2 separate regions of the Rattus norvegicus genome follow, and region 2 is linked to region 1. The links are chromatin contacts, called in public Hi-C maps. All regions are on one chromosome and are shown on one strand. Each heading gives the region's core, a stretch centred on a gene start, on an enhancer-like site or on the middle of the called end of the contact. The rest is flanking DNA. Distances are from core to core; before and after follow the strand shown. Region 1 holds the start of Phkb (phosphorylase kinase regulatory subunit beta). Region 2 holds the start of Neto2 (neuropilin and tolloid like 2).

Region 1 (7,302 bases), core at 1,410-3,909:
CATGTAAAACACCTTCAAGACGATGAGATTTCTATGAGTGATCTGCTTCCACAGGAACAGTCAGGACGAGACGTAGCATATTCAAGAGAGCATATAAGATTGCAAGGGGCTGTAGGGTGTTCACATAGAACAGACCTGGACCACCAAAATTTATGTTTGTAAGGGGGGTATTTTTAAATTTCATTTTCAATGTTTCCCTTTATAAAATTATATTTTATTTATTTGTATGTTAGTATTGTGTGTGTGTGTATGTGTATGTATGCGAGTACATGCTGATGACGCCATTGTGTATAAATGGAGGTAAGAGGACAGTTTATTGGAGTCAGTTTTCTTCTTCCACCATGAGATTTCTGGGAGTCCAGCTTAGTGATCACACGTGGAGGTAAGTGCCATCTTACCAATCCTCACCATGTTTAACTAATTTATTTAGGCTTAAAAAATTGTTTATTACTCAGACCTCAGAACTAGGAATTTTGTGTCACAAACCACAGCTGAACATGACTGACTTCAAATACAACCCATGCTACTGCACATTCATAACATAATAAGGATATTATACTTACTTCAAGGACACCTTTACCTTGGGTTTAAAATAGGGTGCACTCTGATCTGCCAAAAAGACGATTAAGTCATTTCCTAAAAGAAACAAATAAATGATTTTAAAAAAAATAGTCAGTGCTTAAAAACTTCCTAGGTACTGTTTCTATAAGAAAGTTTTTATTTGAATTTAGTCAGACAGCATTGCCAAGAACACTCATCCAAATCAAATGGAACATGGGAAAAGAAAAGTATGGGAAAGCACACTTGTACGAGGCAGTGTAACCCCATGGGATTCCATTAAGGGGCAGAGAGCATAATTTAAAACAACCATCCATATAATGAATACACTCTAAACTATACTATTCTATTGTGAGTACAAAACCCAGGTTTGATCTGCAGCAATACAGAAGACACACGTACACACACACACACACACACACTCCCTTATTTATACTGTGCTACTTTTAAGTCTTGTGTTCTCCACAACCAATCAGGTCTCCCATATATGAAGCTATATATTTCATTATACAGATCGTCACACCAATGATGCAGGAATTCCTACTACAATGTCTACTCACAAGTGACAAGGATATAATTCAACAGATAAGCAGAAGCAGAGCCCTCCAAACTTTCCCCCTTTGCTTGCTGTAGCTCTGTTTTCCACGTGGATGGGTCCGTGGAATTCAACTAATGCTCACTGGGACAGATTTTCAAAAATGCTTAACCAAACACAGGATATCTTCAAAGTTAAGGAGAGTCTCTGTATCCAGTTTGGATAATTAGCTATAGGCTTAGAGTAGTCTTGCAATAAGGGTATTCATTCAAACAGAGGGAAAACCATACAGGTCTTTAGAGGGGTTCCCAGGAACCAGACAGGGCCCTCAGAAGACCTCGTCAGGATGTTGTCACTCAGCTCATGGCCTTGGTCCATAGACACCTACTGAAGACTTTGTCAGCATCAGATTTTTTTTTTTTTAAAAAAAAAGGTTTAACGTGGTTAATGAACTTCAATGGCAAGTCGTCAAAAAGAGATGTGCAAGACTGCAGTGATAAAATGATGGGGACGACAGGAGCAATGAGGAAGGGCCAGATGTACACTAAAGTCCAGACACCTCACACTGGAGAGGTCAGTAGTTCGAGAATGTATGGGCAAGGAGGCATTGCATTTATCAGTCGTTAACAACAGGTGCTTGTGTGAGTTGTGGAGAATTTGGGGCCTTAGGAGGGCACAGTACCTTTAAAGACTGAGAAAAGGAAGGGCAGAGGAGTTGAGTAAATGGGAGAGAGGCAGTGCATCTCTCATAAGAAACTGTCAAGTTGCATCGTTCCTGATCAAGGGGCCGGAACATTGGAAGAAAGACGGGAAAGCAAACACAGATGCCAGAAACCAAGGTTCTTAGGAATCTGGAAGAATTTTGGCAGGCAGGTGTTTATAGAGGTTTCTAGAAGAGAAGTTGATGTGTTTTTAAGAGTTGGGCTGATGGTCAAACCGCGGGGTTACTGGGTCAAGACCCAGGGTTGATTAAACACAGGGGAACGCTGTCATGGTACTGAAGATAAAGGGAAAGCCAGAAGAGTGGGAAATGCTAGAGGGAGGGTAACAGGAAGAAGGGGGCGTGGGGACACCGGGAGGGGCAAACAGAAAGGAGGGGCGGCAAGCACTGACTTTCCCGCAGCACGAAGAGGTCCGTCTGTTTGTCGGAGTTGAGGTCACCGAAGGCCGCCAGGGTGCCCCAGGCCTCACCCCCAAAGAGCTCGGCCGTGACATTGTGTAGAGCCTGTGCCGGAGCAGGCCCAACGCTCAGCAGCGCGAGTCCCAAGAACAGCAGCGCCAGCACCGCCCTGGCGCTAGGCAGCAGGCCTGCCGCCATGGCGCCTTCGGCCCGGCCGGCCTCCGCCGCGCTTGACGGCAGCCGCAAAGCACCGTGCAACCGGCCGACCGAGAAAAGACTCGGGGTGCGAGCTTACGGGCAGCCCCTCGTTGTATTCTCACGCTGCCCTGGGGCTGTTTCTCCGACGACCCAGAGACCAAGGAGTTAGGGCGACGTCTGCCTGAGAGAGCTCACTTCCGGCTGGCTTGCCTCCCGACAGTGTCGCGCGAGGGGGCGGGGCCGGGCCGGCCGTGCTGACTGGCAGCCGGGGTGGTGGGCACTGTGCAATGGCGGGGGAAGAGGGACTCATGTCTGAAGTAAGCTGGAAGCTCTTGGAACGACGAGCCCGGGCCAAGCGCTCAGGTTTGACTGCCTGTGACAACAACTTTCCTCCTGCTGGGTACAGGGGGTGGTGCTCTTCTGCAAGTCCCCTGGAGGGAGGCAGGTGGGATCTATCCTGGGGATCAACTTGTGTCCTTAAGTTGTCTTCATAAAGCAGGTGTCCCTTGCTGCCCTGGTCTTGTCCCTCTTGGTCCCCGTTCCCCACCCCCTGCACTTCCCTTGTTTAGAAGACTTCTGTGTTTCTCTCCTAAGTTATTTTCTCTCCAAAGTTAGTGGCAAGCTGACTTCTCCATAAACTTACCCCAGTAAGTCATCTAGTGACAAGTTCTTTGGAACCTGAACTGTCTTACTCTGAAAAACGTAGACCTTTATTTTTAGCGAGGTCCTGAGGAGCTGGCGACTACTCATGTTTTATATGTTCCCTTCACTTTTCCTCAGTAATTTTTAGCTGCAGCTAGTTCTGTGTGAGAAATTGAGGAAGACTGTTTATGCCACAAGTTAAGTTAGTGCACAGTTACTGTTCAGAAGGAAATTGGCCTCTTCTCCAGCCAAGTGGTCCCAGCACCTCTAGTTCCCAGTTGTGGTTCCCAACCACGGAGGTCAGAGATGCCAACAGTCCGAGTGTCCTGAACTGACTTGTTCAAATTGCAAAGTCACACTGGCGTTTTAAAAGTTAGTACTCCTGGTTAACTACTCCCCGGATAGCCAGCATTGAAACGGCCACTTTTGAAACTGGACATAATCTTGAGCAAAAAGTTTGTCCTTAAACACAAGAGGTGGTGGAATGAGAAATCTTCTAACAAGACCTTTCTCTTGTCAAAGATTGAGGAAGGATCGTAGGAAGTACTGTATTTGTTAAAGTATTACCATTTTCATTCCGCTCTAAATCTTAATTTTTGTGTGTGTGTTTATTTACTTAATACTTAGGGTTGTAGTGGAACAATCACATGAAAAGTAAGAGAAATTTTCAAAAAGCAGTTGACTCAAGTTTAGAGTCAGTACAATTTTTTTGAAACAGTTTTGGAGTTATTTGTTGCTTGTATTTTTTTTTTTTTTTTTGTCGTATAGAAATATTGAGTTGGTTACTATGTTTCTGTGGGACTATAGAAAGTGTTATTAGGTTGTTCTGGGCAAAGAGAATAAGTAGGTTCTGCCAGGGACTTAAACAACCCCCCACCCCCCAGCATGTATTTTTGCAATGCAGTTCTTTTTTTTTTTTTTTTTTTTTTTTGGTTCTTTTTTTTTTTCCGGAGCTGGGGACCGAACCCAGGGCCTTGCGCTTCCTAGGCAAGCGCTCTACCACTGAGCTAAATCCCCAACCCCATGCAATGCAGTTCTTTTAGTAATCCTATAGAGTCTGTTTTTCCCTTCAAGTCTTTGTTTTCCTCAAATACATGTTACAGCAGCAGGCTTTGAAAACCTTACATTTCTTAATAGGGTAAATTCTGTCTTATTTTACTATTTTTGAATGCAGTGTCAGCCGCAGTGGTTCCAAGATACTATCCAAATGTTGCCGTATGGTTACATGATAAGAGTAAAATTTAGATAGATTAAAAAAAAAAAAACCAAAAGGATAGTAGTTGAGGCAAATCTTTAAAATTAGTAGTTATGCTTGCAGTTTCTAGTTTTTTTGACTCTGAAAAATACAGATGGTAAACCTTGAGCCATATCATTAACTTCCTGCTTGTCACAGAGAATTAATTGGATTCTGTTTACAACTTTTAGAAGAATATAGAAACAGTCTTGTTTGAAACATGAATTAATCTGCTTCTGGGACAGACTGCTCTTTGGGTTTCTAAGCATTGTTACATAGTAGCATAACAACTTTACCGAACAATAAAGGATGCTATTAATTAAATGTTTCTTAGTAAGTGGATGTTATGTTTCTGTCTATTCATGTATGCAAACTTAATTTGCCAAATAAAGGAAATCAAATTCTCGAGTCATAAAAGACAAGCTAAAATGATATAATGGTCTTTAATTGTCTTTTGCACATTGCATCATGCTAATAACTGCTCAAACATTAATCTAATGCTGATTGCTTCTAACCTTCACTAAACAGTTCTAAAATTGGTGTAGCTTAGCCTGCAAGGCTTTTGATAAGAATCACCAGTTTGAAATGGCCAACTCACCTGATGCATCCTTCTCTTCACCTGCTTTGTTAAGGTCTGGTAAGTGTATAAGACCCCCAAAGGGTCAACTGATAATTTTATATTTGTTGTTTTCCAAGAGTAATGTCACTATTATATGGTATTTTTGGTTTGTTTTATTTCCCCTTTGGTGGACTCAACTGTGTGCACCATTTCAGTTACTGTTAGCTTGTTTCCATTGTGTTTTGGATATGTCTTGCGGTACCCAAGGAAAGCAAAGGGTGGAGGCCCAGTCCTAACAGTGGCAAGATATTTGACCAGAAGCTGTCCTTAGTGCTTGGGAACTGCAAGTGTCAAATGGACCTGACTGGTTGATTTTTAAATGATTTTTGTTCATTTGCTAGGTATTGTAAATTGAGCTGTAGTATACATGAATATGCAAATGTCTGTAATATGGTATAAATTCCTCCGGGTACTCGCCCAGATGGTATGCTTATTCTTAGGTTTTCGACAGTCCTTAAGCCCTATTTCCAAAGTGCTTTTATTAGTTTACACCCCCATTAGTAATTTATAACAGTTCCCCCCCCCCTTTTTTTTTGTCATTTGTAATCTTGATGATGTTCGTTCTAACTGGGGTGTAATGGAATCTCAGAGTGGTTTTAGTCCACATCTCTCTGATTTCCAAGGTTGTTGATGCCTCCTTAAAGTGTTTCTTAGTCATTTGTAATTCTTCTTTTAAGAGCTCTATTCTTGTTTTAGTTCCTTAGCCTATGTTTTAATTTTTTTTTTGAGTTTAGTGTTTTAAGTTTTTGTACATTCTAGTTAGTATTTTCTTCACGTAACTGTTTCTTTGGTTGTACAGAAAGCCTTTTAATTTGATGAGAGCCTATTGGACCACTGTTGGTATTATTTCCTCTTTTATTCTGGAAACTCCTATCCATATGTTGCAATGGACTTGGTGCTTTTTTTGTCTAGCAGTTCTGTGATATTGGGTCTTCTGTTGAAGTCTTTAATAGATTGGGAATCTAGTTTTGTGCTGGGTGAGATATAGGAATCTAGCTTCTTTGATCTACATGGTAATGTCCAGGTTTCCTAACCATCATTTGTTCAAGACGCAGTCTTTTGTCTAATGTAGATTTTTGGCTTTTAGTGAAAAATCAGGTAGCTTTAGTTGAGGGGACTTCTAGGGCTTCGATTGCCTCTTTGCATCTTTGTTCATCTGGGAGATTGGTTTGTAATATTCTGGCTTGATATCAGGGTATTAGTGACTTCCTAGAAAGAGTTTGGAGGCATTCTTACCTTTTTTATTTTGTGAAATAGTTTGAATAGTATTGGTTTTCTTTGAAAGTCTGAGCGAACTCTGCAGTGAATTAATCAGATTCTGTTTTGTTCCCCCCTTCCCTTCGGGAGCTACCTTATTGCTTTAAACTCATTGGCTATAGATGTGTTTACATTATTTATTTCAATTTATTGGGTCTAATTTTAGTGATTTGTGTGTATACAGAAATTTATTCATTTCTTTAGATTTCTTGGAATATAGAGATTTAAGGCATTTCCTTATGGTTTTATGAGTTTCATTGTCGTTTGTTGTGATGTCTCCATGTTTCTATAATTTTCTTAATTTGGATTGTTTTCTGTCTTCCTGTTAAGCAAGGGTTTGTCAGTCTTGTCATCTTTTGAAAGAGTCAGCTTTTCATTGATCCCTGCCCTGTCCTCCAGCAAGGGTCTTACTGTGTATTCCTGGCTGTCCTACAGCACACCATGTAGACCATACTGACCTTGAATTCACAAAGATCTGCCTGCCTCTACCCTTCAGCTGGTGGGGTTAGAGGATTACACCACCACTTCCTGTCTACTGCTTTTGGGTTTGACTTGTTCCTAGTTTTCCCACTAAGGCCCTACAGTGCATCATTAAGTTATTTAATTGAGAACTCTCATGTTTTGATGTAGGTATTAGAACTGTACTTATATTTCTTCAGTGACTGATTTAGCATTCAGTACTGTGTGGCTTACTACCTCTGTGTTTGTAGACTTTGTACATTTTCCCTAGCTTTGGATTATTAACTTAATTCCTTGTGATCATGTTAAATAGGATGTTATTCACTTTTCCTATATTTGTGAAGGCTTACTTTGTATCTTGAATTTCACTTGCATAGAATACCTTTTTTCTGTCATTTTACCCGGAGGCAGTCTCTATCATTGCAAGTAAGATGTTTTCTTAGATCCATAAAAATGGTGGATCTTGTCTCTTAATCCAGTGTGTTAGTCTGTGTCTTCTCAGGGAGGAATTGAGACCACTGTTAATATTCAGTTGTTTTTGAAAGATGTGTGTTCCTGTCATGCTTATGTTTTTGTTGTTTTTCCCTAGGCCTCTGTTTATCTGCTTTGATATTTATTTGTCCTTGTGGTCTCTGGGGGCGTTTATTCTTCTCCTGTCTCCTTATACCTTCTACTTTCCA
Region 2 (7,060 bases), core at 820-3,319, 130 kb before region 1:
TTTATATAGGAAATATATGCATTTGATTTGAAAAGCAAATGATTCAATATGTGCAGTAAAACCAAGGCTATCCTTTTTTCTTTCAACCTCCAGAATGCCTTCTCAGGTTCAATCTTTTTTTTTTTTCTTTTAGTCTCACTATACCAAATTCTCATGCGTACAAAGCACAGTATAGAAGAATTAAGATTGTTCTCTTCCTAGCAAGCCCATAACTTCACGATTTATCTCGAGCCGTAGAAATACTTCAGCATGTAAAAATAGTTCAGGTTGAATAATATTTGAAGTAAAATAATAAAAGCCAGATACTACACTGTTTTCACTGGAGTTAGTCGTCATCACGGAATCTTTTCTGGAGAGGCGCAATAACCCACCTTGGCCAGAGAGGGCAGTGTGTACCCACTGAAAAGGCACCGAGCTGCAATTCCTTGAGTACCTAAGAAGATTGCCTTCCCCAGTTCAGTTTCCCTTGAGTTCTGCTGGTAAAGCTGTGTAACGGATCCAACTGATTGTTGCGGGACACTACTCTCATATGGACGTGTCATTATGAGGATGGCAACCCCGCTAAGGTGCGTTCATAACCAGAATAAAGAAAATTCCTCTAAGCAGCAGAAATCCATTTGTGGATGTGGTTCACTTATTATTAAAGAGTGAAACGAGATATTAATTTCCAAGGAAATAACTATATAAATCAGGAGTTACAAGTAACTACAGAATTTTGGATTTGTTTTTATATAATAAAAGAATTATTAAGAATTTAGGGATTAACTGAAATCTTCACTGGCTAGAAGGTTATTGGCTATCTTGGCACAATTTGAACATACAAGTATTGATATACATATAGTTGGATTGGTAAATATTTAAATTAAATGGCTGTAACGTCAATTAGTAATTTATGAATATCTGTCCAATTATGAAGTTTGTCTAAAACGTCATTAGCTCAAGAACAACGAAAAGTTCCACTGAACTTTCTAATAAAACAAATTTGAAAATAAGCTATTAACACAGACTAGGAAAACATCAACATTTGTAATTGTGCAAATATTGATTCAGAGCTAGTGCCAGCATTAACACTGTCTAACGGTCATTCTCAATATAAGAGGTTTAAAAAAAACCATTCAGATACTATTCATTTGCAATTAAATCATTAGGGGAAAAGGAAGTCATTTACTGAATGGCGGTGCTTTTTTCCCTGAGATCTATGAAAGGATCAATCCAGGACGAGTTCTGGAATAAACTTTGCCTCTCTATGTAAACCATCTAGAAATATTTATCTGGAACTGGACCTCCGCGGAGACTTGGCCTCTGAGTAGCTTTAGGAGCTCGGTGCTGTCGGTTCGCCGGCCGCTACCGACCGGTGCATCCTCCGCACAGGACCCACAAGGCAGCAGGATTCGGCGATCCCGGGAAGGCGGTGCGGGGCGCCTGGGGCGCGTGCGGGCCGCCGCGCAGCCCGGAGCCCGCAGTGGTGCCGCAGCCTCCCGGCCGCAGCAGGTGGGACCCACGGGCGTCGCGGGGCTTCACGGAAGCCGCTGCGGCGCGTCGGAGTTGGGGCTTTGTGGTCGGTGTGCAATCACTTTCCGAGGCGGCAACCGGGGGCCACGGGCTTCGCCTCGCACACTTTGCAAGGCGCGGGGTCGCCGGCGTCCCCCGGCCTCCGCTCTCCTTAGAGCGGGCTCGCGGCGGCGGCGACCGGCGGCCTGGACCAGACAAAGGGCGCGAAGGCGGCGGCGGAGCGGAGCGTGGCCTGGCCCGCAAGGGGGCGCTATCCGCACCCGCGCTTACCTTTGAGGACCGCGCAGAGCTGCTCCAGGGCCATGTTCCTCAGCGTCGGCGCTCCGAGAGCGCCCGAGGCGGCGGCGGCGCGGCGGTCACGGCCCGGCACGGTAGCTCCGTTCGGTCCCCATCGCCGGCCGCCGCCGCTCCCCTGCAGCGAGCGCAGCGCCTCAGCTCGCCGCGTCCGGTCCCCGACGGCCGCCGCCTCCCGGCGCGCTGAGGAAAGCCGGCGGTGGCCGCTCCTGCGGCGGGCTCCCTTGAAGTGGCGCGCGCCGGGAGCCCCGGCTCATTTAAGCAGCGAGCGCAGCGCCGCGTGCCGGCCGCGGGGCCACTGCGCACGCGCAGCCCCGCCCGCCCGCGTGCCCCGCCCGCCACTCGCCCGGCGGACCTCGCGCGCAGCCGACCCCTCCCTGCCGGGGTCTTCTCGAAGCCTCGGGGGCCCCCGCTTCTGTCTTTCCAGCTCCCCGCTCGGAGCAACTCGAGCTCAGTTGCTTGAAAACGTCTGCTCAGCCTCGCTGATCTCGGTGGAGGGGAGATCCCACCGGGCCAGCAGTAAGGGCTGCGCTTACTGAATCTTCCCCAACAGTTGCCAGGCACAGCGCTGCTTGAGGAATCATCTCTTCTAGTCCCCACCACAGTGGGCTGGGAGCTCCACGCCAGCCAGAGAAGTGAAACTTTGTCCTAGCTGCAAAGGCGAGAGGCGCGACTGAATCCAAAGCGTGGGTCTCCCCAAGGCCACCCCTAAGCACAGCCCTACAGATGGACTGCTGAACAACAGTGCAAAGGAATTCCACGAGTCTTAACAACTGTATAGTTTGTGCATCATCAGTTTTCCTTCAGCACTTGTGCTTTGAAATCGCCTTGCTGCCAGAGCTTCCTAAGCTCCATCCTGTTAAAATAGAAAGGACTTGAATGCAGCCGGGCTACAGTCAGTATTTCACACATCGTATATTTATTGGTTTGAGTTATGTACATATAACAATGACTGGTGTTGGGGGGGACTAGCCATATTAAGACCCTACCGTCATAGATCTGATATATAAATGTTTATCTAGCAAATTATAGCTAAGTTAGAATGTCCAACAACTGAACAAAATATTTCAAGGGTGTCACGTTCTTTCTTTGCTTGGATCGCGCCAAGAAAGGCACAGAAGTATAAGTAATTCACAGGTTTATAAATAAAAGAATTAACATCAATTAGCATAAAGTTGTTTAGCCGTTTGCTGTGTGCTTTCAGTGGTTATGAAAGATATGTGATTTGGGGTTTCCAAGACGATCACCTGCAGTTAAATTAAAATTGCACACAAGAACTAATGAATGAGGCATTTTAGAATGAGGCAAGTAATAATTCAGGCTAAGTCCTGACCAATAGTGGATAAAGAAATTGGTAAGCCCTTTGAGGTTCTAGATCAACAATCCATAGTTGTTGACCGAGGAAAACAAAATCAGCCTGTATGATGTCATCAGAGAATGCTCCGTGAGAAGGGGGAGAAAGAGGATGGGAAAGGTTTGGAAGGCAATGGAGGGATGTAGATACGATTGGACACTGAATTTGGGACAACTGTTATTATCAGTAATTATTAAAGATAATGGGGGCATGCACTCATCTCTCCATATATATATATATATATATATATATATATATATATATATGTACTCATATATATATGAGTATACTGTTGCTGTCTTCAGACACACCTGAAGAGGACATCAGATCCCATTACAGATGGTTGTGAGCCACCATGTGGTTGCTGGGAATTGAACTCAGGACCTATAGGAAGAGCAGTCAGTGCTCTTAACCGCTGAGCCTTCTCCCCAGGGGAGATCCTCCTGTGGGCTTTCAGCCTCCTCTAGACTAACTACAAGGTAAAGAATATGTAAATAGCAACTATACAGTATCGGTCAGGGAATACGGTGGGGGAAACTCTGCACATATTCAATACAGATACTTAGAGAAGTTTGCTCGTCCCAACATTGGTTGAACCCTTGGATGCTGAATTGTCCCGATTCAGAGGGTTGACTGGACTTGCTTGAATGTGGAGTTCTGTGAGGATTAATCTGGTGGTTGAGTTGAAGGGGTAGAAAGGGATAGATTAGAGAAACCATGGTAATTCAAAAAGTAGATGCCTAGTACCCACTTAGGTTTGTAGTTTATGCTGATAGGATCATTGATAGAATCTCGAAAGACTTCTGTCTGGTGGCTTGGGAGTACACTTCAGTTGAGAATACTAATTTGGGACTCTCCTCTCTCTGCCTTAAGACACCTGTTTTTGGGGTTGGGGATTTAGCTCAGCGGTAGAGCGCTTGCTTATGGAGCACAAGGCCCTGGGTTTGGTCCCCAGCTCCAAAAAAAAGAAAAAAAAAAGACACCTGTCTTTTAGATGAATTGGAGTAAATTTTTCAAGGAACGGAGTAACATAGGTGATGGGGAGACTACCTTGTTGCCCTGTGTTAGCTAAATCAAAAGGAGAGCATTTGTCTTCTCTATACTGAGTTATTATTTCCTGGGAAGAACATCCAGTAGCAGCCAGTCTGCTCCCACATTACCCGAGTACTCTTGGTTTGGCAGTATCACTGCCAGTCTTAGACATATACACAGTCTATCTAGATTCTCACAGGATTATTCTGATGGTCAGAATTTGCTATCCTTTTACCGAGTCACATGTAACATTTTAATAGTGTTGTCTAAGGCTGTGCTTGGTGGAACACACCTTTAATCCCAGCAGAGGCAGGTGGATTTCTGTGATTTCAGGTCAGCCTGGTCTACATAGTGAGTTTCAGGCCAGCCAAGGCTATAAAGACCTTGCAAAACAAACAAACAAACAAACAAACAAACAAACACACACACACACAAACAGCAAAAAACTACCAACAGCAACCACAAAACAAAACAAAACAAAACAAAAACCCAACCAAACAAAAGAGGGATATACCATTAACTCACTAATGTTATGACTGACTTACTAATGAATCATTAAAAATTAATAGTCATGTTGGAAAATGCTTATAAACCCAGCCCTCAGGAGGTTGCATTTTCTCTGAACGTTCGTGTACTTGGTGGATTTTGTTGTTTCTTTGTGTGTAGTTTGGGAGTTCTCACAGCTTATTAACTGTCTGCCAACGGAGGTTGCTATGGTAGAGACAGTTAGTGAAGGAATGATTATGCTTCCTAAAACTCAAAAGTTAAAACCCTAACCTGAAGTGTGGATGTGTTTCATGATGGGGAACTCGATAAATAGTGAGGGTTGATTGCGGTGGTAAAGGCAGGACTCTGAATGGGTGAAATGGGGATCCCTGAAAGAGGAGGGACACTTTTTCTCATCACACTGTCACCAAGGAAAGGCCATGTGAGGACAAGGCAGAAAGAGAATCCTCATAAGCCGAATTGGCCAGTGCTTTGATCTGGGACTCCTGCTTCCAGCTCTGTGAGAGAATGCAGGCCACTGTTTAAGCCACGACTTAGTCTACAGTATTTTGTGGCAGACCAAGCCGACTGACACAGAGACACAATTAGGGAAGACAAAGAGATTCATAACTTACCAAACTCTGAGGTACAGAAAGTCTATTTGTATTAATAATACATGTGTCTCAAACGGCCCTGCTGTTGAAATGATGTAATTTGGTGAAAAACTAAAATGATGTAGGATCTCACTGAGAGAAGATTTCACAGCTATGGTACAAAGAGGTTTAGGGAAAGAAGGGGAGAATCACATATGCTTTAAAACGCTTTGGGTAGCTAAGATCCCACGCCATGGGTGTCAAGGTGGTTGGTAGGCTTCGAGAAAGGCTAGAAAGCTTGGCTTTTATCATGGGCATGCTCCTGCCTCCAAGACTCATCCTCCAGGTGGGGTTTTATTCTATATTCCTCCTGTCTCTGTCTCTGCTTATAAGGACACCAGTTAATTAGTTAAGGGATAACCGTATGATCTTATTTAATAATAAATAGTTCTTTAGAGTCCCTGTCCTCAAATACAGCCATAGGAGATGTTATGGTTCTAACATACAAATTTACAGCTTGGTGGCATACACTTCAGATCATAAGCTACACGAATCTGTTAACGGCACTGAAGAACAGCTAGGGGAACAAAACTAGTTCTTTTGGTAAAACTACCAGTAAAACTTGCTTCCAAATCTTTGCTTAATCAAATTGCAAATTAGGAAAAGCTTTTTTTTTTTTTTTTCCCGGAGCTGGGGACTGAACCCAGGGCCTTGCGCTTCCTAGGCAAGCGCTCTACCACTGAGCTAAATCCCCAACCCCCTGGAAAAGCTTTTAAGAACTATTTTCTCCTACAATAGTAATTTTTTTTTTTGTTACTTTATCAGGAAAACTTCAAATTGTCAGAAAGATTTCTGGTCACCATTTTCACTTTATGAAAGACTAAGAAAGACTTCAGTTATATTCATTAGAATTAAATTGCTGACTCCATGGTATCCTTCTCTTTAAAGCTAAAATCCCATCTTGAAATCTCTGTTTACTTCCCATTTAAAGCTAACAGTCGTTAGCTGATGCAAATACTTGCTTATCTGGGTAATACGAAACCGTGTTCTTTCTTCTTTTTTTCTTTTTCTGTTTTCTGCCCTCCTCCCCTCTCCTCCCCTCCCCTCTCCTCCCCTCACCTCCCCTCCCCTCCCCTCCCCTCTCCTCTCCTCTCCTTTCCCCTCTCCTCTCCTTTCCCCTCTCCTCTCTTCTCCTCTCCCTTCTCTTTCCTTCTCTTTCTTTTGTGGTTCTGGGAATTGAATCCAGGGCTCTGAGCATGCCAGGCAAGGTTTCTATCTACCACCATATCTAACTATAGCATTAAAATAAAACAAAAAAAAAAATTGAGACAGAGTCTTATGTTATCTTGGATTGTTTCTAGAACTCAGTGTGTAGTCCAGGCTAGCCTCAAACTCGAAGTATTCCTTCTGGCTCAGCTTCCCTCCTGTGTGCTGGGCTTACAGGAGTACACCACCACACCTGGCTTTAAGCATTTCCTTTTCTTCTTCTCTCTTCTCCTTTGGCTCCTGCCAGTTTCTATAATGAGGATCTAACCCAGGGGCCCATATATGCCAGGAAAGCACTGTATCACTGCACTCTGTTCACTCAAGCTTTAAAACATAGCTTAGGAAAAGATATTTATATTCATGGATAATAGTGTTTTGTGTGCATGTAAGTACACGCACCACATAGGTGCCTGTACCCTGGAGAGCCAGAAGAGGGCATTGGACCCTCTGGAACTGGAATTATGGAAACTTATGAGCCAACAAGGGGATTTTTGTAAACAAAGCTGGGTACTCTGAAAGAACA

Evidence for each region. A called contact is a pair of places that touch in the nucleus more often than the background predicts.
Region 2: a Hi-C map of Schwann cells shows a contact between it and region 1, with 6 times the contacts expected there. The contact joins the promoter of Neto2 here to the promoter of Phkb in region 1. A contact is called at or near these places in 2 of 12 Hi-C or Micro-C datasets (Schwann cells and mammary epithelial cells) and 1 of 1 datasets of contacts at active chromatin or transcription factors (oligodendrocytes).

What each region holds. Positions count from the first base shown.
Region 1 is chr19:37,379,234-37,386,535 of GRCr8, reverse strand. It overlaps Phkb (phosphorylase kinase regulatory subunit beta), which reads left to right and starts at 2,659. Exons shown (of 31, transcript NM_001414932.1): 1 at 2,659-2,774. The coding sequence starts at 2,699. Itfg1 (integrin alpha FG-GAP repeat containing 1) reads right to left here and starts at 2,554. Exons shown (of 18, transcript NM_133557.2): 1 at 2,207-2,554; 2 at 564-636. The coding sequence starts at 2,411.
Region 2 is chr19:37,512,564-37,519,623 of GRCr8, reverse strand. Neto2 (neuropilin and tolloid like 2) reads right to left here and starts at 2,069. Exons shown (of 9, transcript NM_001107417.3): 1 at 1,783-2,069. The coding sequence starts at 1,816.